6 separate regions of the Mus musculus genome follow, and regions 1, 3, 4, 5 and 6 are each linked to region 2. Evidence: chromatin contacts called from public ChIA-PET, Hi-C, HiChIP or PLAC-seq, capture Hi-C and promoter capture Hi-C data. All regions are on one chromosome and are shown on one strand. The core of a region is the stretch at or near the end of the contact, and the rest is flanking DNA. Distances in the headings are between cores, read along the strand shown. Region 1 overlaps Slc35b1 (solute carrier family 35, member B1). Region 2 holds the start of Zfp652 (zinc finger protein 652). Region 3 holds the start of Ube2z (ubiquitin-conjugating enzyme E2Z). Region 4 holds the start of Calcoco2 (calcium binding and coiled-coil domain 2). Region 5 holds the start of Ttll6 (tubulin tyrosine ligase-like family, member 6). Region 6 holds the start of Igf2bp1 (insulin-like growth factor 2 mRNA binding protein 1).

What was found. Hi-C and Micro-C count contacts between places; a contact is called where the count stands out from the background. ChIA-PET counts read pairs in DNA pulled down with a chosen protein or histone mark. HiChIP or PLAC-seq counts read pairs in DNA pulled down with a chosen protein or histone mark. Capture Hi-C pulls out chosen DNA fragments and counts their contacts.
Region 1: a Hi-C map of cerebellum shows a contact between it and region 2, with 2.3 times the contacts expected there. The contact joins the enhancer-like site here to the promoter of Zfp652 in region 2. A contact is called at or near these places in 1 of 39 promoter capture datasets (hippocampal neurons), 3 of 484 Hi-C or Micro-C datasets (cerebellum, nephron progenitors and palatal mesenchyme), 3 of 115 datasets of contacts at active chromatin or transcription factors (effector CD8 T cells, embryonic stem cells and memory CD8 T cells) and 1 of 9 other capture datasets (pancreatic islet).
Region 3: a contact with region 2 is called in an RNA polymerase II ChIA-PET map of effector CD8 T cells, with 20 read pairs. The contact joins the promoter of Ube2z here to the promoter of Zfp652 in region 2. A contact is called at or near these places in 1 of 39 promoter capture datasets (3T3-L1-derived adipocytes), 3 of 115 datasets of contacts at active chromatin or transcription factors (bone marrow-derived macrophages, effector CD8 T cells and memory CD8 T cells) and 2 of 9 other capture datasets (embryonic stem cells and liver).
Region 4: a contact with region 2 is called in an H3K27ac HiChIP or PLAC-seq map of embryonic stem cells, with 5 read pairs. The contact joins the promoter of Calcoco2 here to the promoter of Zfp652 in region 2. A contact is called at or near these places in 1 of 39 promoter capture datasets (cranial neural crest), 1 of 115 datasets of contacts at active chromatin or transcription factors (embryonic stem cells) and 1 of 9 other capture datasets (embryonic stem cells).
Region 5: a contact with region 2 is called in a capture Hi-C map of embryonic stem cells, with 2.1 times the contacts expected there. The contact joins the promoter of Ttll6 here to the promoter of Zfp652 in region 2. A contact is called at or near these places in 1 of 39 promoter capture datasets (cranial neural crest) and 1 of 9 other capture datasets (embryonic stem cells).
Region 6: a contact with region 2 is called in a promoter capture Hi-C map of liver. The contact joins the promoter of Igf2bp1 here to the promoter of Zfp652 in region 2. A contact is called at or near these places in 1 of 115 datasets of contacts at active chromatin or transcription factors (bone marrow-derived macrophages) and 1 of 9 other capture datasets (liver).

Annotation. Positions count from the first base shown.
Region 1 is chr11:95,390,424-95,394,766 of GRCm38.p6, reverse strand. It overlaps Slc35b1 (solute carrier family 35, member B1), which reads right to left. Exons shown (of 9, transcript NM_016752.3): 8 at 4,089-4,242; 9 at 2,991-3,279. The coding sequence ends at 3,227. Among named protein-coding and RNA genes, the nearest start is that of Slc35b1, 7.7 kb to the right of the region's middle. Within about 2 kb of position 2,341, at least 94 of the 459 cell types and tissues checked have an H3K27ac peak or open chromatin away from gene starts, as enhancers often do. A contact at or near this core is called in cerebellum and hippocampal neurons, where this site is marked.
Region 2 is chr11:95,746,523-95,750,609 of GRCm38.p6, reverse strand. Zfp652 (zinc finger protein 652) reads right to left here and starts at 1,543. Exons shown (of 5, transcript NM_201609.2): 1 at 463-1,543. The coding sequence starts at 1,359.
Region 3 is chr11:96,063,560-96,067,696 of GRCm38.p6, reverse strand. Ube2z (ubiquitin-conjugating enzyme E2Z) reads left to right here and starts at 2,333. Exons shown (of 7, transcript NM_172300.3): 1 at 2,333-2,745. The coding sequence starts at 2,423.
Region 4 is chr11:96,110,493-96,114,402 of GRCm38.p6, reverse strand. It overlaps Calcoco2 (calcium binding and coiled-coil domain 2), which reads left to right and starts at 2,441. Exons shown (of 6, transcript NM_001271018.1): 1 at 2,441-2,466.
Region 5 is chr11:96,131,580-96,135,816 of GRCm38.p6, reverse strand. Ttll6 (tubulin tyrosine ligase-like family, member 6) reads right to left here and starts at 2,031. Exons shown (of 15, transcript NM_172799.4): 1 at 1,856-2,031; 2 at 909-946; 3 at 214-332; 4 at 1-92. The coding sequence starts at 2,031.
Region 6 is chr11:96,004,512-96,008,364 of GRCm38.p6, reverse strand. It overlaps Igf2bp1 (insulin-like growth factor 2 mRNA binding protein 1), which reads left to right and starts at 2,421. Exons shown (of 15, transcript NM_009951.4): 1 at 2,421-2,906. The coding sequence starts at 2,732.

The DNA of each region.
Region 1 (4,343 bases), core at 1,092-3,591, 360 kb after region 2:
AATATTTTTTATATAGTATTTGTTGTCAGTTCCCAAATGTTTTGGAAGTTATACTTGGAATTACCAGAAAATCTGCACAGCTGCAGTCCACCAGCTTAGCCTGCTGAGGGTTAAAGCAGTCCCTGACCCAACATAACCTAACATAGGGAAACAAAACAGGCTATTTTTGCTGCACCCCACCCCCACCCTTCCCTGCCCCCCCCCCAGCCCCCCAGCTAAGCTGTGTTCAGTCTTCAGCTGAATTTATTTTCGGGATTGGTGAATTTCAGGCTTCCTACTTCAGATGTGGGAGGCTGCTTCTGGCCCCAGCTCTCCCCAGGAGTGTCTTAAGGATGAAATGGCACAGCCTAAAGAGCCCTGGCAAAGCAGGAGAGTTATAAACATGTGAGCTCACTGTTCCTGAAGACAGCTGCTCTGTTGTCAATGGGAAGGACTGAATGATCCCACAGAGACCCGGGGGGCAATTTCTCTGCCAGGGCATCTGGGGGAAATGACCAGTTCTGCTTGTAAACCATACAAACTGTTCCCTGACAAGTGGAACCAGCTATTGAAGGCAACGGGCCTCCCGAGGGGCTGCACATCCCTCCTTTGGCGGGCCGAGGTCCAGGAGACAACCACTGGAAGACACACCAGAAACCTACAGCTGATCACCTTACCTTTCAGCTCGCAGGTTCTCCTATCTCTAAAAAAACACAGACTTTTATTCAACGTTCCTTGCAAGTGTGTTACAGGGGAGCGAGGGTACGAAATCTGTTCCTTCTGCATGATCGACAGCAATACCTAATACCTGCCCTTCTACATCCTTTTAAAAGCAATATAATTTTTTTTATTTCTGTTCAATTCCAGAAGAGCAATCCCTAAGATTACACCCCAAATAGCACTTGTGGGTCACCATTCCTTGTTGTAGGCCAAAGTGGAAAATCAGTTTGTCAGGAGCCTGAGCACAGAGATCCAAACAGAGAAAGGGACCAAAACAGAGTTAAGTACAATGCAGCCCTGGTGAAAACACGGGGCTTAGGGATGTCTGCAGGCTGGGTTCCTCCTTCAGCACATAGCTGAGAATTAACTGCAGGAGGTCCTTTGATCTTTCGAAACCTGAGGCATCAGGTTGCCCAGGGTTAGCAGATCAACATCGCCTGTTTGAACTTGCCTGGTATTTCAGTATCTGGCCTGTTAGAGACAATAGGACTGATTCTGTCAATGCTGGCTTTCCGTTCCCATGCTCCAGCAGGTGAGCATGGCAGGCTGAACGAGCTGGCAGCATAGCTTTTAGGTCTCTTTGAGTAGAATGCTGCCCTGCTTGAAAACCACAGTCCTGCCACATGCTCTCACTGAAGTTAACTGAACACAGCAAACCAGGCAAGAGCTCGGGGCAGCTGAAAGGCACTTCTCCCGCTTGGCAGCAAGGCCAACGCTCATCCGCCCAGACTTTCATCTTCCTACACAATAGTCAAGCCTCACCTTGCCTGGACACCTTCCTGTTTTTTGAGATGTAGTGTTTTGTTTTCCAGCCTGTTATTGGACCGTGAGCCTCCCAGGGGCAAGCACCAGTCTAAGCTACCACTGAAGTGCCTGCATGTTCAAGGAAGGTGGCACCAAAAGGGTCAGATGAGCAGCCAGGAATGCCCAAGAACTGGACTCCCAAGCAGGCAGCTGGAAGGACAAGTTGAGTCCATGAGCCTTTTAATCTCAAGCTGCTGAAAGCAGTCTTGTCTCGGTGACCAGCGTAGGACACTTTCAAGACAGCTAAAGGGCATGGAGAAAGTGGTGGAAAGGGCAAGTTTGGTGGCCGGGAAACTGATTTTTCTTGTTAGAACAGTAGACACAGATGTTGGCCACCTGTGGGGGCCCTGGCCTTGCCAACAGGATCTAACCACCATCTGACCCACAGAAGAACACCCAGGAAGGCTCCGTGAGTGCCAACCACTTTCCGCATGATGAAAAAAAAAACGAAACAAAAACAAAAACCAACAGGGAGAGGGGTAGAGGAAAAAGTCAATTCCACTAAATGGATTTAAAACTCTCCCTAAAAGAAAGGAGTTCAAAAGAAGAGGAGCTTAGAGATGGGACTTTGTGATATCCAGCCCCTAGAAGCTTGAGAAGGGAAGGGTTTAGGAGGCTGTGCAGAGGGTGCAGTCGAGGCAGCACACAGGAAGGAGGCCAGGCTCCCATCTGGAGAGCCAAGGGGGGGTGGGGGCTACAACAGATGGAAAGAAAGTTGCAGCTGGTGGCAATGCACTTTCATGTGTAAAGTTTGGTCCTTGGAGGATTGTGATCCAGCTCTGAAGGCAGCAGTGGGCAGGTGGCTCTGCTCCATGCTCCTCCTTCTCCCCCCAACCCCCTTACCACCCAGAGCACTTGACAGCTGCTCTGAGCCAGGACTCAGCCACCCTGCCTTCCGCCAGCGTCCTTTTCAACAGGCAGAAGCTGGCATGGTGACACCTTGGCACGCTAGAACGGCAGAGAACTGAGATTCTTCTGCCGAAGGGGGTAGGGGAATAGAGGAATGAATCCAGGCTCCCCGGAGGGCCTGGTGGACAGGGGAGGGGGAGGGAGAAGTCGGGGAAAGCATGCTCAGGAGCCTTGGAAACATGTTCATGATTCACGCACAGGTTCTGGGTTAAGTTCTGGCTGAGGGGTGGCAGTGGGGAACAAGACAAAAGCCAGCAGATTCTAAGGCCCTGGGCCCACTTCAACCTCAAGGTGTTCCTTGAGAACACACCTTTCGGGTTTTTTTTTTTTTTTGGCAACTCATTTTGCCTCCGTGCTTTGAAGTGATTTTACATCCCCTGGCTCTCAGGGCCAGCCACCTGTCTCAGCATATTTAGAGCTCGCCTGTGGGAACAGAGGCTGCTGGCTCAATCCTGCCAACTCCCAGAGCTCCCCCTGCTCACACACACTTCTGTGCACTCCAGGGGGGGGAGTCTCACCACCCAGTCTCACCCAGCCCAGCCCAGCCCAGCCCAGCGAGCAGCAGCAGGGTCTCGCACTTCCAGCTTGCCTTTCTTCTCTTTATTTGTGCAAAATCAGAAATTAGCAACACATCTTGTTAAACCCTAAGCACTTTGTTTAGAATATTCCATCTTGCTTCCTTTGATTTTTTTTTTTTTTTTTATAAAAAGATTGGAACCCAATCCCTTATCATGACCCGAGTCCATTTTCCCAAGATGCCACTGTTCGAGATAATAATTTAAGTGTTTCTGGAGTAGAGGAAGCCTCTTTCTTCCTAGTGGGAGGTCTTCTTTGTTCCTTTCCCAAACTTGGCATCAAGACCGAGACCTATGGAAAGGAGAAAAGCTACTTAAATTCCACAGGAGGACGTGAAGCCTGCCAATGGCCTAAGGAAGTCAGCTTAGCTTCCCTAAGGTGTGGCTTTAGATGCAGCCAACTTTGTTTTGTTTTTGTTTGTTTTGAGACAAGGTCTCGCTACATAGATTTAGCTTCCTGGAACTCACTCTGTAAATAGAGACCTTTCTGTCTGCTTCTGCTTCCCAAGTTTTGGGATTAAAGGTGGGCATCACTGTGCCCAGTTTTGGGCATAACACACTTTGGATGACTAGTTGTATATAGCTTCCTCAAAGACAAGAGAATGCCAACAAATGACAAGTCACCAAGACACTGGGAACACACACAGACACACACACATATACATAGACACACATATACAGACACATAGACACATACAAACACACACACACACAGACACATATACATACATACACACACACACACACACACACACACACACACACACACCAACACCAAAAGAAAAATCAGAATCAAAATTCGCCAGCTGTTTATAGCTTGCCTATAAACACAGACAGACAGACAGACACACAGACACAGACACACAGACACAGACACACACACGTTAGCAGGGGAGTAAATACCATACTTTGTCCCACTCAGGATCCTGAATGCCCATGACATTAAAGGGCATCACTAAGATGGAATGCACAGGAGGGAGGCCGCATCACAAAGAATGCTTCCTTTTCTCCTTTAGGAAAGTTTCCTCTAAAATAACAAGGTAAGTCTCTGCTGCTTTCCCTCTGTGGCCCCTACAGGCATTTGCTCTGGGTAGAACTCACCCAGGAAAACCAGCACGGTGCCCACCCACTGCATGGAGCTGATGGGGTTGGCAAAGAGGATCACAGAAGCCAAGATGGTGAAGAACTTCCGGGTTGTGGTGATGATGGAGCAGGTCAGGGGACCGAAGTACACGACTGTCATGAAGATAAAGCTCTAAAAAGAGAAGCAGAGTGAGACTGAGCACAGCCCTGAGGTCGCCACCCATACCAGGGCTAACTGCTCCCCTCTGCTCCCAGCCATTCTTTCTGAACCAC
Region 2 (4,087 bases), core at 294-2,793:
GTAAGGAGATCTTCCATTTCCACAGGTCTGAGTCATGGTCTCTGTCCCCATCAGCTGCACTAGACTCTGACATCCTTCTAATTGGAAAGGACCTTTCTCTACTCCTGGCCCTCACTCGGCAAACCTCCCACCGTGACAGAAGATGCCAGAATGAATTATCTCACAGGTCCCACAACAGAGACTCTCAGTGCAAAGTCGGCGCTGACTTTACATCCCAGTCAGTCATCTATAACCAATCCCCCTTCCAGTGCACCTGGTTCTCACTAATCCATCGTCAGTTAAGTGTAATGCTTTTGAAAGACAGGATTAAGCCTTGGTTTTGAAAAGACCCAAGCAGCAGAGTCTAAAGTGATAATTGGTGAAATCTGTCCCTTCAGCCTCTATCCTCTTGGGCAGACACCAGATGACTCTGAACAGCCAGGTCCTAGCCTGGAAACTTTGCCCTCCGCTGGTGAGACCTACCTGAATGTTTTTTTCACAGTCTGTTTGCTGGTGAAGGGACAGCTCACTTTCCAGGACAAACTTCTTGCCACATTTATCACAGATCTGCATGCGCCTGTGAGTAACGTTCATGTGCTTCTCCAGGTACCAGCGAGTATTAAACACCCTGGGGCACTTCTCACAGGTCAGAGTCTCTTTCTCTTCACACTTAGCTTTCTGAACTGGCGCTTTAGCCTCCTTGGTGGCCCGCTTCTTCCTCTTGGGTAGCTCTGCACTTTTCCTACGGCCTCGAGTTGTGCGGGGTGCAGGGGAAGTGGTAGCTGCGGCAGCAGAGGCCGCTCTCCGGGTTCGCCTCTGTGTAACCCTGACTCTCTCCACTTGCTTCTCCTTTTTCTTCTGCCGTCCGTTCTCTCCGTAGTCACTGCTGTTATCTGTGGCCTCCTCCTCAGTCTCTTCCTCGTCTTCCTCACTGCTTGTCTTAAGGACAGGCGTCTCTTTGGACTGGGAAGAGACACCCTTTTCCCCTTTAGAGACATTTAATGTTTGGTTATTAAGGTTTACCTCCACTATGATCTGCTCCCTTTTGTAAGAGACTTCCTCCTCCTCTTCCGTGTCATCAGAATTCTCCCGGTCTTCCTTGACAGTATGCACATCAGACACTGCCCTTGGCTCCCTGAAATATGGCTGCTCCTCCGTCTCGTGGAGATGTGGTTTGCTCATCTTGGTGTCTGCTAGCACAGAGTAAGGGCTTCCAGACTCCCTTTTATACACTTTGGTGGACAGGTCGAGCTCCTGGCTGGCACCATGGTAGAAGGTGGGTGGCGCCTGACTTCGATGGCTCTCTTCCTGGGCCATTCCTTCTGCATGCACTGCACAGGGTTCAACCAGCTCCGGACAAGGACTGGCTGTGTAGCTCATTAGGAAGTGGCCCAGTTCAGACGACACAGAACACCTTGAAAACAGGGCAATTAAGACTCAAATCTTTCTCCCTCCACGGAGAACTAACTACTCAAGAAGTGAGAATAAGAAACTCCTGCAGCCTGCATGCAGTTCTTCCTGTGTCACAGCACCACCGCCACCTTAAGTCAAAAAGGGCTGTTCTTACGGCAGGCGCAGAGCACTCCTCGTCTTCTTTCGAAGAGAACTGCAGGGGACTTGGAGCATCTTGTCTATAAAGAGAAAAAAAAATGAGGGAAAAAATTATATCACCATATTCTTCTTAGGCCATGGAATTCCTCACAACACACAAAATTTAAAATCATTACATTCCATACACTTTGATTCATTATTCTCCTCAAATGGTTTGAAATGGATATTATTTTACAGGCTTGTATGAGTCCCCAATTTCAGTTAGAATGTAAATTCTATCATACCAAGAGCCATATCTGTCAAATTCACCAAACTATCTTTAAAGCAGACAGCATGTGTTTGATGAAGAAATACCTACTACCACATGATGTCTGCCACACTGGATGCTGCAGGGTCTGCTGGTATCAGTCTCATGATACAAAAGGCCATGAAACACTCAAGGGAGTCATACTGGCAGTTTCCTTCAGCATCAGCCACCACATCTACCAGAGTGAGAACCCACACACAAGGGCAGCCACATGGGCACTGCAGGCCACAGAACTAGAGCAGCTAACTGGCACAACCACACAAGGAAACCGACCTGGCCTTTAATAATTATAAATGAACCGTCACCATAACTTGCCTCAGCTATGGGAGCACCGCTGAGGCGGTTGACACTTGGTGCACAGCCATGCTACAACTGGGTGACTTTTCATGTGTCAGTTGCAGAGAAGTCAAAATTCTGAGAATCAGTCACCACCAGGTCGGCACGGTTCTAAGAAAACTAAAACCATCCATGAAAAAACAATGACGGGCATACAATCTGCTTGCAGCATGCTTATACTGCTATTTTGCCAGCTACCCTGCAGCTGAGTCATACAAATGACAATGGAGGACCTGTATAGTCGAGTTGACAAAAGGAAGGAAAACAGTATTTACTGAATGTCTGTCATGTGATGGGCACCAGAGACATTTTTATTATTCAGCATCTACTTAGTACCTACTGCAAAACTTTGGGGCTAATTTTTAATTAATTAAAATAAGCAAAGCTTAACTTTCCCCCTTCTTCCTCCTGAGATGAGGGTCTCACTATGTAGCCGGGCTGTCCTGGAACTTGTTGTACAGACGAGGCCACCTGGTCTCACAGAGTTCTGCCTACCTCTGCCCCCCGAGGCCTGGGATGAATGATATGGCTTTTTCTTAATATATTGGTTCTACTCGGCTGAAGTGAGTGAAATCTTGCTACGAAATAACCTTAGTAAGAAACTGTTCAGTACACTTGACGCTGAACTGCTATGTAACTTTAACAGGTAACAGGAGTCACTCAGACCCTGCTGAGCTGCTCTACATAAAGCGAATACACTGTTAGGGAAGAGAACATGTAACCAACGAGGCTCATAAAGAGACCAATAAATACGGTTACTTCTAACCTGACTCTGGTACTGTCGATCCTAAACTGTAGCAACAATAGTCCACTAATAATAGTCCACTTAAATTGTCCATTAATGCAAAAAGTGGGAGCCAAGCAGCAAACTACACAACTGTAAGGTCTGGCCAATTCTCTAGTTTATAAATAATCAGAGGATTTGCATTTATACAAAGCACTTGGTCACATCCTTGTTAAACAGGTAAGTGTTTCCCATCTGCTAGATACTATACTAGTTGTAGTAATCGACCTGTATGAGGACAGAGTTGCTCTCAGGTACTATCTAAGGACTTGCTAGCACAAATAGTCTCCACACAAGAACAAAATCAAATATGTATTCCTCACCACAAGCCAGCTGAAGCACCTAAGGTTCATCAAACAACCCCTTGGGCCAAAGAAGCAGCTACATCCTAAGTAAGCTACTCTGCCAGGATGCCAGCAGCATTCAAAGCACTCGCCATTACCCACAAACGTCATCTAAATGTAGAAATAAGTGTTAATTAAAAGGAACTCTTTATCTTTACGGTAAGAAGCATTGTGTGTGTGTCACTGAGATAGTTTTCTATTAAAATCCAACATAGCTCAGGCTCTAATAAAATTCAACAGCTCTCAAGTACCAGAAGAAAGCCTGGCATGGCTCTGCCCACGTGTGGCTCCCAGCAGGAGGGCTGGCAGGATGTTCCCAAAGTCAAAGGAAGTCATTTTTACCTTCATATCAAGTTTGATGCTAGGGTGTTGGGAGGGCTCAGTCTAGCCATGACCAAGGGTAGTTTTCTAGAATGTAATTTTTAATACATTAGTCTATTTTTAAGATCACTAACAAAAAAGAAAAAAAAGCCTATGTAGATAATGAAAATAAGTGAGAAATAGCCTCTTTATAACAAACAAACAAACTAGGTTCTCACTATGTAGCCCTGACTGAACCAGAACTCTCTCTATAGACCTGCAACTAACAGAACAGAGATCTGCCTGCCTCTGCTTCCAGAGTCCTAGGATTAAAAGTGTGCATTACCATGCCTGGCCCTACAATTCTGTATTTTACAAAAATTAAAAGTCACAAATACTTTATTAACTTCTTTTCTTTTTTAAGATAGAGTCTCATATAGTCCAGGCTGGAGTCAAACTATGTAACTTTGAACTTCTTTTTTAAAT
Region 3 (4,137 bases), core at 1,084-3,583, 320 kb before region 2:
CTTTAATCCCAGCACTTGGGAGGCAGAGGCAGGCAGATTTCTGAGTTCATGGCCAGCCTGGTCTACAGAGTGAGTTCCAGGACAGCCAAGGCTACACAGAGAAACCCTGTCTCAAACAAACAAACAAGGACAGTGTTGTCACTTTTAAAAGTATGGGTGCAGCCCTGTGTTCTAGTGCACACCTTTACTCCCAGCAGTCAGGAAGCAGAGGCAGGCAGATCTGTGAGTTCAAGGCCAGGCTGGTCTACAGAGTGAGTTTCAGGAAAGCCAGAGCTATCTTCCCCCTGTGGCCTTGGCTGTCTTGGAACTAGCTCTGTAGAACAGGCTGGAGCTCAAACTCAGAGAACTGCCAGCCTCTGCCTCCTGATTGCTGGAATTAAAGCCATATGTGTCATCACTGCCCAGCAAAATAATTTTGTTGTTGGTGGTGGTGGTTTTTTGAGACAGGGTTTCTCTGTGTAGCCCTGGCTGTCCTGGAACTCACTTTGTAGACCAGGCTGGCCTCGAACTCAGAAATCTGCCTGCCTCTGCCTCCCGAGTGCTAGAATTAAAGGCGTACGCCACCACGCCCGGTGCAAAATAATTTTTAATAAAGTGTTATTTCATTTTATAAAAAATCAAACCTAAACAAAGATACATCAACAAAACATGGAACCTCTATAAAATAGTATACTAATGAGTTTTATTTCATGTTACAGTCCTAAGATGAACTCTACTAAGCTGAATTCACAAATAATACACAAGCTAGAGCCCTAGGTACATGCATGTGTGTGTGTAGCAAAAAGGACAACATCTGGAACCAGATGCAGCTTTGCCCCCTGCTCTCAGTGTGATCCTATGTGTGTGACTGACCTTCTGTCTGTCTGTTGTCATTCTGTCACAAAAGGCTAATAACAGTCCTTCTATCACAGAGCTGGTGAGAGGAACAAGTAAAATAAAGCAGATAAACAATGTGTAGCCTTAAGCACTCAATTAATGGCAGCTTCAAAACATAATGTATTCACTATTCCCAGACCCCCGCCCCCAGACCATTTGAGAAAACGCACAAATGTCCAGAACGCAGGCTCTTCACTTGTTGGTTTTTGTGTTTTGAGACAGGGTGTCCCTTTGTTGCCCAGATTGCCTTGAACTCAATTTGTGGCCTCAACTATTTATGTACGATAGTTCCCTCATCATTCCTCAACCTCTCTAGTGCTTAGCTTACGAGCTGTGCCACCACAGGAGCCAGGCTTCTTCGGGAGGAAAAGAAGAAGAAAAAAAAAAAAAAACAAGATCCAAAGTGAGGCTCTGGCTGTTTGTTCTAGAATGAATCTTCATAAATGTACTAAAGTTAATATGAATATTTCATTGGGTGTGGTGGCTTATGCCGGTCATCTCAGCACTAAGAAGGCTGAGGTAAGCAGCTACATATTGGAAACCTTGTCTCAAAAACTATTCATACACTTTGCTATAGAGTATCAATGTGTTTGTTTCGGATGTTGTCTCAGACCAGCTGAAAGGGTTGTGTAAATTCTCAGTCATGCGGTACCTCTGGTTTTCCTACAGTTAGCAAACACACACACAGACTCATATTCCTGTCAGTAGAACAAGGTTAAGGTCTTTTCCCCTTAGTCAGAGTTAATTTTCGTATTACAAATCTCAATATAGTTCTAAGAAATTGAGAATTTCAAACCCGTAACTCCAGGATTAGCGGGTAGAAAAGGTACTGAGCTTGGAATCAAGCCTGATGCTTGACTTCTACCAAGCTGTCAACTTCTGTGTCATTATCTCCAGGGCAATGCCTAGCAACAGCTCCTGGCCTTTAGTATGCCCTTCATAAATAAATATCGAATAAACTCAAATGAGGTGGTCTTTTATTCGCACGTTCTGATTCCGTTCTTCCTCTTAGTCCATCCGCAGTCAGGCGACAATAGTAGTCGATGGGGGAGAAGACCAGACATGATACAGCACAGAGCCGTAGGGATGTGAAGGGCCCTAAACTACTCAAGCTCTTCTTTCGATTGCCCTACAGGGAAGGTGGACCTTAGTCCTACCCTAGGATTGAACATCGATGGTCCCTCCCTTTAAAAGAGAAGCTGTGGGTCTCTCCATCTTCTTTGAACTGTCTTCTCCGACATCAACTCTCCCAACATAAAACCTTTAACCATGGAAGGCTACCAGCATCTCCAGCGGGGCGCAGAATCTGCGCTGGCCTGGAGCGCCAGCTAGTCCGCTAGCCCCCGCCCCCCGCTCTGGAGGACCGTGGGTGGACGCTCTGGCAGCACGCCTCTCGCTGGTCCGGGCGGAGGTGGGCGGAGCCAGCGCCACCCGGGCTGGGGAAGCCGAGGGTGGGGACACTCTGGCCCGGCTCTCGGTGGTGCGGGAGCAGCGGCCGCTCTGGTCGGCGGACGTGCTGCTGAGCAGTCCCGGAAGCGAAGCAGCGATGGCGGAGAGTCCGACTGAGGAGGCGGCGACGGCGACGGCTGGCGCCGGGGCGGCGGGCCCAGGGTCGAGTGGTGTTGCCGGTGTGGTCGGCGTTAGCGGGAGCGGCGGCGGGTTCGGGCCGCCTTTTCTGCCGGATGTGTGGGCGGCGGCGGCGGCGGCGGGCGGGGCCGGGGGACCGGGGAGCGGCCTGGCTCCGCTGCCAGGACTCCCGCCCTCGGCCGCTGCCCACGGGGCCGCGCTGCTTAGCCATTGGGACCCCACGCTCAGCTCGGACTGGGACGGCGAGCGAACCGCGCCACAGTGTCTACTTCGGATTAAGCGGTGAGCCGGGGGTTTTTCCTCCCTCACCCCGGAGCTCCAGGGCTCGACCTTCCCCGCCCCCCACCTTTCCCCATCGGGGCTCTCTCCCGCCTCACGTCTTCCAGGCCCAAACCCTGCGGGCCTCTCTACTGACGGGGGCCTTAAGTGTCGCCCTTTCCCTCCCTCCCGCCCTCTCAGCGCCCGGCCCTACAGCCCAAACAGATCCGCGATTGCCCTCGGGCCTACCCCGCCCCTTAGCGACCTCCGGTGAGCCCTGCAGCTCCGTTCCGGATGCCTTATCCCTACCCCCTCCCGTTCACCCGAAACCTGACCCTTTTGCTCTTCTGTAACGCTCGGTCCCGCCCTTCGCACTTCCCCTCTAACCTACCCCACCAGCTTACCTAAAGGCTGCCCTCAGGCCCCACCCATCAGTTCTCCATCTCTTCTGGAGTCCCCGCTTGGAACATCCTCTACCTGCATTGCCCAGTTGCAGACTCGAGTCAGTCTTCCTTTTTACCTTTCCTTACCTCGTTTCCCCACCATATGGCCCTTTCCACGGGTCTAGAGAGCCTCCCTGACTTTCCAGATCATTTCTTGAACCCCCTTTCCAATCACCCCAAAACTGTCCCTCACACCTGTCCCTGAAACTCTGCGTTCCTACCATCTCTCACTATCACTCTGGATTGTAACATCTTAGTCAAGAACTTTTTTCCTATTATTTACCCCCAAGGTTGTCTGGTTTACTTTTGTAAAGCAGATGTACTCCCTTCAAATACAGGAACAAAAGGCCTAGGGCCTGTCTGTGCTTGTGTCTTGGGTGACCGATCTTAGATCGTATCACTTCATAGATAAATATGTTTTGCAAAAGTGCTCACTTAGTATGGTACCAATTGCATGGCAAAAGATAAGACTGTTGAGCTATTAATTTTGAAACTTGTTTCCTGGTGACCAGACTTAGTCTTTTCATCTTAGCCTCTTATCTGGCTATTATCCCAAACATTCCAAGTCCCCTCAGGTGTCTGCCCGGCTACATATTTTCCAAGTTTTTAATAAAAAAAAACTACACCATGCACGTAAAGTACCTGGCACAGTGCCGGACGTAGAACAACTTCACAGTTATTGCCACCCCTAACTTAACTCCTTAGCTGTTTGATTCTCTTAGTCTGGATACAGCTTTGAGTTTGGCCTGGACGAACTTCTTTGTTCGGCTACCCTTCTGTGTCCCCAGACTTCCTCATAATTGACTTCTTCTGAGCCAGTTCTCAACTGATCCATTCTAGTTGATTACTGACCCAGAAGTTTCATTCATCCTAGTTACTAAATGTCATCTTTCAGAGATGAGATTCTGGTTATTTCAGAGGATTCCCTTTTCCTCAAAACAACTATCCTATTAGTTTCCTGGACACACAGGTC
Region 4 (3,910 bases), core at 1,192-3,691, 360 kb before region 2:
CTCCAGACAAGCAGAAAGAGGACATTTTCAGCAGAGCGCAGATTTTTGATTGTTACATAAAAGGTCTTTTAGCAAGTCAATTCTGCAAGGCTAAAATATCTTATCTGATCTAGGCAGTTTCTAAAGCAACCATTATCTAAACAAAACCAGTCATTATTCAGCTTCTACTTATTCAAAGAATGTCCAGTGACTGCAGTTATGTGCTAAGAGACTGAAAATTCCTAAGGAAAGCAAGCCCTAGAATCTCAGATAACAATCACTGGTTATTTGCAAGCCAATTACCTCAAGGTTATGTTGCCTTCACTCAGGAGTAAAAGCCAGGTGCAATGGCTCTTCAAAAATTCTACTACAGTATAGACCAGGCTACCTCAAACTTTCAAAGATCCTTCTGCCTCTGCCTCCCTAGTGCCAAAATTATAGGCATGTATGATCCTGATTGGCAAGTCTTCCTTGCCTTTTTGGGGGGGAGGGGGCAGGTTTCCTGGCTGTCCTGGAATTCACTCTGTAGACCAGCCTGGCCTCGAACTCACAGAGATCCATCTGCCTCTGCCTCCTGAGTGCTGGGATCAAAGGTGTGTGCCACCACTGCCACTACCACCCGGCTCAGCTATTTTCTCAATCTTAATAGATTTGACATCCTTTTGCCTAGGTTTGTGCAGAAAGACCTTAATTTTCTCAAATCTTATTTTCAAAAATTAAAATTTGTTCATTGTTAATAGAGTGTGTGCCTGTGAGTTCATGATAATAGGTGAAGGGTTGGTAGCGCTGTGCCCATGCAGATCAGCAGGCTGCTTTGCCCTGTTGGTTTTCTTTCTCTGCCTTTCCTTGGACTTTGGGATAGAATTTGGGTCCCTGGGATTGTGCAACAAGTGATTCTCTGATGGAACCATTTTACCAATCTGATATTCTCAGACATTGGAAGAGGCACTCAGAGAGTCTGCAGGAGGGTACCCAAGATGTTCCTAGAAGGCAGAATTAGAATGTTTCTTTCCCTGTCTTAAATCTAAAAGTACTTCAGAAGCATGAATGTTCTGGTTATGTGATACAGAGCATTTCTTCCAGATTCAAACGCTCGGAACGCCTTTGAGAAGGGAAGGGACTTTTCGGAACTTAATCTTCCATAGGCAACGTGCATTTGGTATCCTCTGGGTAATTTTTGTTTGTTTTGCTTTGTTTTGAGACAGGGTTTCTCTGTACATGGCATGCGCCACCATTGCCCAGCTCCTATGGGTAATTACAAAAAAAAATAAAGGTAGCAGCCATGGTGGTGTTTCACATCTGTAATCCTTGCACCTGAAAGCCTGAGGCAGGAGGACTGCCTTGAGTTCAAAGTCATGCTTGTGATAAGAATCACACAATTCAGGCAGTGGTGGCACAGGCCTTTAATCCCAGCACTTGGGAGGCAGAGGCAGGCAGATTTCTGAGTTCGAGACCAGCTTGGTCTACAGAGTGAGTTCCAGGACAGCCAGGGCTACACAGAGAAACCCTGTCTTAAAACAAAACAAAACAAAAACATGAAAAGAAAAAGAAAGATTGAAGGGGAGGGAGACTCTGCTCATTCTGTGTCTACAGTAAAGAGACTTTTAATGAAGAAGTCACATGCCTTTTCCTTCAGGACCTGAGGATACCAGAAAGCTCTAGAGCACAAGGGCAACTTTCTCTCCATAAATTCAAAGCTGGCCCCTCATACATATAAAATGGGGATTAAAAAAAAAAAAAAAAGACTTTCTGAGTCAAGTCACAGAAGACCCAAAAAGGAGTTTAACAGATTTTCTTTCAGGACAGGAGTGAGCATTATTTTTTTAATAGACAAGGTCTCAGATAGTCCAGGCTGACTTCAAACTTGGTTGGCGACCAAATCTAACCCTGAACTGCTGACCTTGTGTTCCTGTGCTTAAAAACTGGAATTAGAGGTATCTACTACCAAGTGTGTGTGTGTGTATCAGACTAAAATGCCAGAGTCTGATCTGCAGCTATAGGACTATTAGTGACCAAAGTGTTTTGGTTTTTGGTTTTTTTGGGTTTTTTTTTTTTTTTTTTTTCTTTTTGGTTTTTTGAGACAGGGTTTCTCTGTGTAGCCCTGGCTGTCCTGGAACTCACGCTGTAGACCAGGCTGTCCTCGAACTCAGAAATCCGCCTGCCTCTGCCTCTGCCTCCAGAGTGGTAGGATTAAAAGCATGTGCCACCTCCGCTCAGCCCTAGATGAACTCTCAATGCCCTTTCAAGGATATGAGCTTTGAGCAAATTAAAATATAAACACAAACAAGAACAACAACAAAAAACCAGTTTGCCATCGGGGTGATAAAAAAGGCAAATCCAGCTCTTCAAAAAAGGCACTAAATGTCCCAGCTGTCCCGCGGCAAGGGCGGGGTTTGTGACTCAGTGGGCCGGGCCTGCCCATCCCTTCAGTCCTTAAACTCGCCCACCCGCCTTTCCCAGCGCTAGTGCTGCTGGCTGCTGTTCCTGGTGAGTACCTTAAGGGGTGCAATTGAGCCCTTGGATCCCGGAATTCAGACCTTGAGACAGGGTCTACAGGCAGGGCAGGGTGTGGGGGCTTCGGCATCACCCTAGGCCGTCTTGGAGTGCTCCGATTACCCACAGTGGGTTTGGGAGGGCGTGGGACCCCTTTCGAGTCCTGAGAAATTCTGGCTGGTTTTTCCAGAGACCAGACCTGTTGGGTTCGTCTCTGACAGGAGTCAGGGTCCTGCAGCAGTGGCCCTATGTATGGGTTCGCGGTGGTACCCAGACCCATCACCCCAGTGTGCTGAGGTTCCAAACCTAGCCTTGCTGTGTCACCCACCATGGCCTTCCAGGGCTCTGGCCACTTGTGTCCTGTAACTGTAGGTTGCTCTAGGCAGCCCAAGTGGAAAAGTTGTCAGTGCCTCAGGTGACCATGGATGGAGCTTAGAAGAATAATTTTGAGATGTTATATTATAACTTAACAGACTTTTTCTTATTTTTTTTTAAACTTTGGGGAGGACCCGTCTGTTTTTGTTGTTGTTTGTTGTTGTTGTTGTTGTTTTTAAGATTTATTATATCTAAGTACACTGTAGCTGTCTTCAGGTGCACCAGAAGAGGGCATCAGATCTTATTAGAGATGGTTGTGAGCCACCATGTGGTTGCTGGGATTTGAACTCAGGACCTTTGAAAGAACAGTTAGTGCTCTTAACCATTGAGCCATCTATCCAGCCCCAAGATGTATTTATTTATTAAGTGCACGGTATTCTGCTTGCATTTATGCCTGCAAGCCAGGAGAGGGCACTAGTCCTCAGTACAGATGGTTGTGAGCCACCCTGTGGTTGCTGGGAATTGAACTCATGACCTCTGGAAGAGCAGACAGTGCTCAACCTCTGAGCCCTTTTTCTTATTTTTTGCAAAAGAAAAAACTCATATAACAAAGGACTTCATTTACCAGGCGGTTGTTAGTTCATGCCTTTAATCTCAGCACTTGGTAGCACTTGAGAGGCAGAGGCAGAGGCAGGTGGATCTCTGTAAATTGTAGACAAAGGTCAGTTTGTCTACCTCAGGGAGTTCCAGGACATCCAGGGCTACACATTTTATACACTAGGTCTTTTCTTTTTGAAATTGTTATATTATGTGCATTGGCGTTTTGCTTGTATGCATGTATGTCTGTGAGGGTGTCATGTCCTCAAACTGGATAGATAGTTGTAAGCTGCCTTGCAGTTGCTGGAAATTAAACCTAGATCCTCTGGAAGACCTCTTAACCATTGAGCCAACTCTCCAGCCCTGTAACTATCAGGTCTTTGTAGCTTACTTATCATGCAAGATTAGGGATGCCTAGACCAAGTGCTTTACTGGGTACTGTCAGGAGCTCTGAGTGTTTGGAACTTACTTTTTTTTTTTTCTCCAAAAACTTAGAACTGTAGTTTGCCCATTTACCCTGAGTGAG
Region 5 (4,237 bases), core at 782-3,281, 380 kb before region 2:
TCCTTAGGAAACAGCTTTAGCATGCGGCTCATATTCCGGGCCAGCAAGTCCTTGCGGCAGATCTCACTCATCCCAGGAAAATGATTGATTTTCTGCAAAGGGAGACGGAATTCATAAGCGATTCCGGCTGAGATTCAAAGCAGGGCTAGGGGAGCCAGCGAGACAAACGGGGCTGCCACTGGCCAGATGCCACAGGTCCAGGGAGGGACGTACCTGGTAGCTCTTCATTTCCATCACTCGCTCCAGTGACACTGAGTAGTCGGTCCAATAGAGAGTCCAGTCATCATTGTCACCCGCCTCTCGAAGGCCATATTGCTGGGCGGCCCTGCGCACTGTGAAGGAGTTGAAGAAAAAAAAAAGTCTGGCAAGGGACAGAAGCAGGAAAGAGCTCTGTGCTGGGAGGTCCCTTTCTCACATATTGAAATTAGAGAGCTGGCTCCTTGGGACTGGAATGTCTTTGTAGATGGAGCAAAGAGTGTGGGGAATAGTGTTATTGAAGGGTACATCTGAGGCTACATGGGGTGAGTGTTAGACTCACCCTGGCTTCCCTTTCCCAGGAAAGAGTCCTCTAGCTTGTCTCCAAACATTAAACCCTGGATGCAAACTAATCCTTAACCATAACCAGGCTTAATCAGTGAGATAAACTAGTACAGAGGCAGGTGGGGGTCTGGGGGTGGGCAGCATTTGACATAGTTGAGTCTTGAGCTAGCCTGAGCTACACAGTGAAGCCCTGTCAACAAACATGTACGTAAATACGCAAGACTATGGGCTGTGCACAATGCCCCTGTGATTTTCAGGAGACTTCCAAGCATTCTGAGACCCTGTTTATCACCCTCGGGCATGCCCAGGACTGGCCCCTTCCCCACCCTTCAGTCTCCATCACAGACCCCTTGAACAGAGATACTTACCGCTGTCATACCGGCAGTTAGATAGATTGATCACCAATCATCTGGAAAAGAGAAAAGGGCAGACAGCAAGACACAGACAGATACCCAGGCCAGAACACAGGGCTGGGGCCAGACACATGTGTCCCAGTGGCCACACCAAGCCATGCACCTCACAGTTCCGTTACTCCATGTGTTACAATTGCCTTTGCTTGCGATTTTGTGTTAACACCATTGCCTCAACCCCCTTTTTAATTTTGTCAGTGATGGGACTTGAACCCAGGGCCTCCTGCCTGAAAGTGAGGCACTAGACACTAGGCTACACTCCCAGTGGTCCCTGTACTTTTACACCATCAGCCCATTGGGGACAGAAATTTTATTTTATTTATTTATTTTGGGGTTTGTTTGCTTGTTTGAGAAATTTTAAAAGGCACATATTTTTTACTAAAATATTGTCTCCCCCTTTCCACTAAGGGAAGCCATTTAGAAGATAGACAATACTCTCTTACAAGGCAAAGCAGAGTATTAACCCAGAAACGGAATGCGCAAGCTGCAGCTGCCAGCCGCCGGGGCTGGCAAGTCACTGTGGTCCTGTTACACTGCAAGTATGTGAAATTCCCAGGACACACGGGAGCTTGCGCTTAGGAAGGGAAATTTTTTCCTTGCTCCTTCAGCAAGGAGCTCCCTCTCCACCCAGTCTTTAAAAGGCATTGCAAACACAAATAGAAGGAAAAGTACAAGGTGTGATTCGAGGTTATGCACACTATTATGGGATGCCATAAAACAGAACACTGAAATTGGTGTGAGCCAGAGGAGACAAGCCCTGTGTCCCCTTTTCCTCTCATCAGCCAAGACCTTCTTCCCTTGGGCCCTTCCTGCTCTTATCAACACCGACACCACACACACACACACACACACACACACACACACACACACACACGCCCCGAAACTCCTCGTTTTTCAATACTAACCTTTTTTTCTTCCTCTTTTTCTTACCATGCTGCTGTGCGTTCTGGAGCCTCTTTTGTGTGTTCTCTCTCACAAAAGCCAGGGTGACAAATTCTTTTAGCTCCTCCAGATCTTCTGTGGAACTCTCCTCCCTCTCTTCAGCCCCTTCCTCACTTTCCGAAGTCAGGCACTGTAGCATCTTCCTAGCCCTGGAGGAGGCTCTGGGGAAACATCAGTCCTCCCTGGAGAGAAGGCAGAGCGATCAGCAGTTGTGTGGGTCCACCTGAAGGGGGCGCTCCTCCCTTGCTCATGTCCGTTCCCAAACAACTGGTTGTAGTTTATAAAAAATGCTCCCCGCTCCAAATGCGCGCTTGGTGCACGCTCAGGGAGAGAGCTAGTTCCACCTTTGGCAAAGACTCTGACCTTGGGGACTCACCTAGCCAACCCTAGCTTTGGTTTTGGCCATCTGGGGTTTTCTGAAAGAGGCCGAGCTGCTGCTATGCGCTGTACCACCTGGTAAACAATCTTATTATTAAAGTCAGAGTGCGCCTGGAGACAGCCTCAGAACTCAGCTTCAAGCCTTTCTATCTGAGGGACTGAGTCCCGAGGGGGCAGTGGAGGTGGGCTGAGTTCTGTTAACCCTTACAGTGCTGCATTCGACTTCCCACAAGGCAAGATGCAGGCACGAATAAGATGCACAGGCGGCTGTGAATCAACAGATGTCCGTTCCCAACAATACTGAGAATGGAACTAAGAGCTTCTGGAAAACTAGTACTCTTAACTGCTGAGATCTCTCTCTCTCTCTCTCTCTCATTCTCTCTCTCTCTCTCTCTCTCTCTCTCTTTCTCTCTCTCTCTCTCTCTGTCACACCACACACACACACACACACACACACACACACACACACACAGCGTTCTGCCTTCACAGTTCTTTAGGAGTACAGTCTCTGCCTCTGCCTCTGCCTCTCTGCCTCTGCCTCTTCCTCTCTGCCTCTGCCTCTCTGCCTCTGCCTCTGCCTCTGCCTCTGCCTCTCTGCCTCTCTGCCTCTGCCTCTGCCCCATCTGCCTCTGCCTCTCTGCCTCTGCCTCTGCCTCTGCCTCTGCCTCTGCCTCTGCCTCAGCCTCTGCCTCTGCCTCTGCCTAACCCAGATTTTCCTGGCCCCGTTCAGATCACAGCCCTCACACCAAGGCTCATATGGCCATAAGGCCCATTTCACAAGGCTCCCACCTCCTCCCTTCTCCTCCCCACCAACCTCCACGCCTTTAATGCCCACACTCCAGCCTCTCTCTCCTTTAGTGCCCACAGGCCTCTCTCCTTTAGTGCCCACATGCCAGCCTCTCTCTCTCCTTTAGTGTCCACAGGCCTTTTGCCATCTACTTGCCTGCCCTGCTCATACACATCCTTTGGATCAAAGCTTTTAAAAATGAATATCTTTATCTTTCAGTTTATTGCTGAAATCATGTTAAATAAAGGAGGCCTTAAAGCTGGGAGGGCAGACATCACCTGTGGCTCACCTACTCTACCAAAGCATCTTTGCCTTGGCTGTGAATTCTTAAATTCTAATTGTAATTATTCTGACATCATTTTAACCATCTTGGCACCTTCTTTCTGCCCACATAATATATCATAAAGGCGCGTTTGCATGTCCCTAGGTATATTTTTGTTCTCTCTGTCTGTGTGTGTGTGTGTGTGTGTGTGTGTGTGTTAGCGGACAACAAACCTGTGGGGGTTGGTTCCCCTATTATGTGGGTTCTGGGATCAACCTCAGGTAGGTAGTCAGGCTTGTTGTGAAACACACTTACCTACTGAGCCACATCAATGGCCAGCTGGTTCCTGGTTTTTAATGGCTAGGAAACATTCCATAGAACCAACCCTTGCCTTATTGCTGGTCATATAAGTTGCTTCCATTTCTAATAGTCTCTAAACATCCTAAAACATATTTTCAAGCTGGGGATGGGGGGGTGAGGGGACGGGGACGGGGGATGGGGGAATGGGGATTGTAGCTAGAATCTGGCTAGTGGGGAGGCTGAGGCAGGAGTTCCTTGAGCCTAGTAAGAGTCCGTCTCCTAAAGAAGAAAAACAAAGCCGGGCAGTGGTGGCACACGCCTTTAATCCCAACACTCGGAGGCAGAGGCAGGCGGATTTCTGAGTTCGAGGCCAGCCTGGTCTACAGAGTAAGTTCCAGGACAGCCAGGGCTACACAGAGAAACCCTGTCTCAAAAAAACCAAAAGAAGAAAAACAAAAAAATCCCCTTTCATGTATAGAGGGTCCTTTACTTTGGAGTTTTGCCTCTTGTTTGTCTGTTTCTTTATTTAAGACAATGTCTCACTATGTAGCGCAGGCTGGCCTGCAATTCTCTTTTCTCAGCCCCACAAATGCCGGAGTTACAGGTGTGTACCCCTAA
Region 6 (3,853 bases), core at 1,172-3,671, 260 kb before region 2:
TTAGCCCTAACAAAAATCCACACATCACTAAGAAAAGTCCCTCCCTACCGGACTTTTAATTTTCTTGAATTCCTTTTCTCTTAAGTTTGTTTTGCATTCAAAAATATTTTCTGTGAGTGTCTACTATGCGGCAGGCACTGTTTCCAGCTCATTGGCTTAGTTTGTTAAGAACTTCGCTGTGATCAAGAGCTGACAAAACACCAAGTTAGTGGGGGCTGGGGGAATGTCGGGGAGGGCGTGTGGGGACAGAGACACAGACATTTCACATCTTCCTGGACAGAAAACATTTTTTTTTTCCTATTAAGCAACTAATAGCTTGTAATACTTAGATTCCTGTTGCTTCATGGGAAGAAAAATGTCACAAAAACAAAAAACCCGACAAACACGTGGCTGGCTAGAACAAAACGCTGATTCGAGAGTGGGTTCTGAAGGTGGTGGAGGGAGACTCAAAAGCCGAGTTGGAAGCCCTCCCCCGCCCCATTTCTTCCCGGCTCTCCGGGAAAACGAGGAGGGGGACAAAGGTGCTGGGTGTTGTGTTTTAACTCCCGACTTTCCGAATGGTAGGGAATCATCCGGCAGATGGGCGGTGAGCCGAAGTCGGAACTGGCTTATAGACTCTGCAAACGAAAAAAATAACAATAAAAAAATCCAAGCCATTTATATCGGTGCAGTCAACACGTGTTACGGAGGCGGCCCGGGCCGCAGGCGACTGAGACAATGGGATCGGGACGGGGGAAGGGGAGAGTGACCCCCTTCCTCACCTGCCCTCTCAAACGCGTGCCCCGACAACCCTCCTCCCACTTGCAGACTCGAGCGGCTCAAGGACCATCCCTTTTTCTAGGGGTGTTGTCGCCGGCCCCTTCTCCGCGGTGGCCAGGCAGGGGGCTTCTCCAGGGTCTCCGTGCCTCGCTCTCCACCTCCCTCTGGCGTCGATCCAGCCTCAGCCGCTGGAACCTCGGGTGTCCCCCGCGTAGAGCCGGGGATCCCGGTACTGAGTGTGCAACGCGTCCCGCGCTCCGCTGCGCGTCCGGGACTCCCAGCGCGCGGCCCCCTCCCCCACCTCACAGACGGGGTGCGACCGCCCACGTGTCGCCCCTCGCCCAGTCCGGTCTTTCCCTCGGGCTCCCGGAGCCTGAGGATCCGGAACGCGTCGGTCCTAGCGGAGGGAAGGGACCTGGGCGGATCCACTTCCCCCTCCCCACGGGGAGGGGGGAGGGCCGCAGCCCCCTCCCCCGCTGCTCGCTTCCTCAAGCGCGGAGCGGAAATTACCCCCTCCCCGCCCCGGGCTGACCTGGGGACGTGGGCGGGGCCTCTGCACCCCCTCCCCCGGCGGCCTTCCAAAATCCAGCACCCCAAAACTAAGTTCTGAGACCCACAGCCTGCGCATGGACCATCGCTCAGTGCATCGCGGGTAGAGCGGACGCAGGCGGGCGACGCCACCTGTCCGCTCCTTGCGTGGGGAGGGCGAGGGGGACCTCGGAGCTCAACCCGGTCCCTCCCTTCTGAAGCCAACCCCTCCGGTTCGGGGTCGATCGGTGGTGCGACCACCCCTCGTCGTTTTTCCCCCACCCAGTTGATCTTCGAGGATGCTCTCGAGCCGGGTCGTGCAGGCTTTCCCCCAAGGATGCTGGAGTGTTGTCATCCAGCAGCTGGACTGGGTGCAAGCCAGCTTTTCTCCAGTGGGGATCCCGAAACATGATTTCCTGCGGGTCCCTCGTTTTCAGGCGCTGTCTCTCGTGTCCCGTGTCCGCAGCTTCCCGATCCCGCGCTCTCAGGGTCCCCTGAATCAGGACCCGGGAGGCCAGCGAAGTCTAGCGGTGTAGCGGGAAAGACAGTGACCCCCTACTTAGAAACGTAGAGGAAAGGCGTCTTTCCTTTTAAATAACCGGTTCCTGCGACCCCCTCCTGAAGACCCCAGAGTCCTCAGCTTCTCTTTGTCTGTCTCGGCAGTCCCCCGCCTGTCAGTCGCTAGCAGTTTGCCGGGGTGGGGTGGGCAGCCCAGTCTCCACAAAACGAATAAAAAAATTACCGTACATTTTATTCCTAAGAACTGGGGGGATTTGGGTCGCCACCGCCCTCCCCCCGCCACCCCCCCCCCCCGTGCAGGTCGCTGTGGGGGCGGGGCGCCGCTTTAGGGGCCAGGTTCTTGCAAAGGGGGAGGGGGATAGGAGAGCTGGGGGGGGAACTCTGCTTCCACTTTCCTGGTTTACCCGTGGGGTGCGCTGAGTGCCGCCCCCAAGATTGGAGACTGTTGGGTTGGTCCGGGTTGGAGGGCCAAGGGGCCCGGTGGCGTCGGGGGTCTTTCCCTGCAGGGTGGGTGGGGGCTGTCACCACGTGGCTTCGCCTTTTTTTTTTTTCCTGCTCCATTTTTTTTTTTTTTTCAAGTCGATTTTATTTAGAGGCGGCGCCAGGGCGGCCGCGGAGAAACGTGACACACCAGCCCGCTCGCAGGGGTTTCGGACCGAAGGGAAGGAGCCGCGCCGCGTCGTCGTCAGCCTCCCCTGCACTCGGCGGGCACTTCTCCCGGGCTCACCCAAACTCTCCCGTGACCCCCGCGTGCCCTCAGGCCGCCCACCCGCCCGGAGCTCCGGACAACTTCAGGGGTGGGGTGCGTAGAAAGTTTGCGGCTCCCGCCGCCCGTCTCCACGCCTCTCGGCCTAGGAGGCTCTCCGCCCGCGCCCGCCCGGCTCGGCCTTGCCTGGAACCGTGTCCTTGCCCCGCCACCGCCACCATGAACAAGCTTTACATCGGCAACCTCAACGAGAGTGTGACCCCCGCAGACTTGGAGAAAGTATTCGCGGAGCACAAGATCTCCTACAGCGGCCAGTTCTTGGTCAAATCCGGCTACGCCTTCGTGGATTGCCCCGACGAGCACTGGGCGATGAAGGCCATCGAAACTTTCTCGGGTAAGAGCGCGGCCACCTCCCCGGAAAACACACACACACACACACACACACACACACACACGAAATCCCGGAACAACGGGGACCTGCAGCTCCTCTTTTCCTTGCCGGCCAACTCTTCCCGGGTCCGGGAGGGCTCGGCCTCCGTCTTCGGTCCCCAGCCTCGCCCGGCCTCCCTCGACGCCTTCTCCCGGCGCGGAGATATTCGGGATTTCCTCACCCCTTCCCCCAGCCCGAGGCGCTCGTGGCGGCTCCCTACACCCCTCCCCACCGACGGGGCGGGAGCCCCGGTTGGCAACTGGTGGGGGTGGGGGTGGGGGTGTCTCACGAACACTGGGGTTCGGGTATAGGCGTGGTTTCCCCGATTCCCCCCCGCCCCTAGTCAGCCCCCCATGCGCTAGAGCACCCCCAAAGCCCCTGCCCTCCGTCCCGGGCCTTTCCAGGATGGGGGTTCGCGCACCTCAGCTCTTCCCGCTTTAACTAGGGACTAAGCCCTGAGGCAGGACGTGGGAGGAAGGGGCTCCCGCCTCCCGCCCAAGGCCTGGGGCTTGAGCCATTTTGATTTGAAAGTGGGGCGTGAGCCGGGTGGCGCGGCGGCGGTGGCGGTGGCGGCGGCGGGTCGCCATGCTGCTTCCCGAGACGCCGAGGCTGGGCCGAGAGGCGCGCGGCTACCGCGAGGGACCCTCCGCCCCGGGCCGCGCCGCCCCGGGGGCCCTCCGCTAGCCCTGTGGCCCCGACCCGGCCTGGTCGCCTAAGCCCTTCACCGTGGCTCTGCTGGAAAATAAAGTTTTAATTCTCTACTCCCGCCCCACTTCGCGAAACGATCCTGCTTTCGCCTGTCTCCTTCCTTCTACTTCTGGAGCCGCCGAAGCAAGCGCGCTCACACAAACGCTCACACCTTTCCCAAATCTGAGCAGGCTGCTCAATCAGCCCACGTGATTAATGGAAAT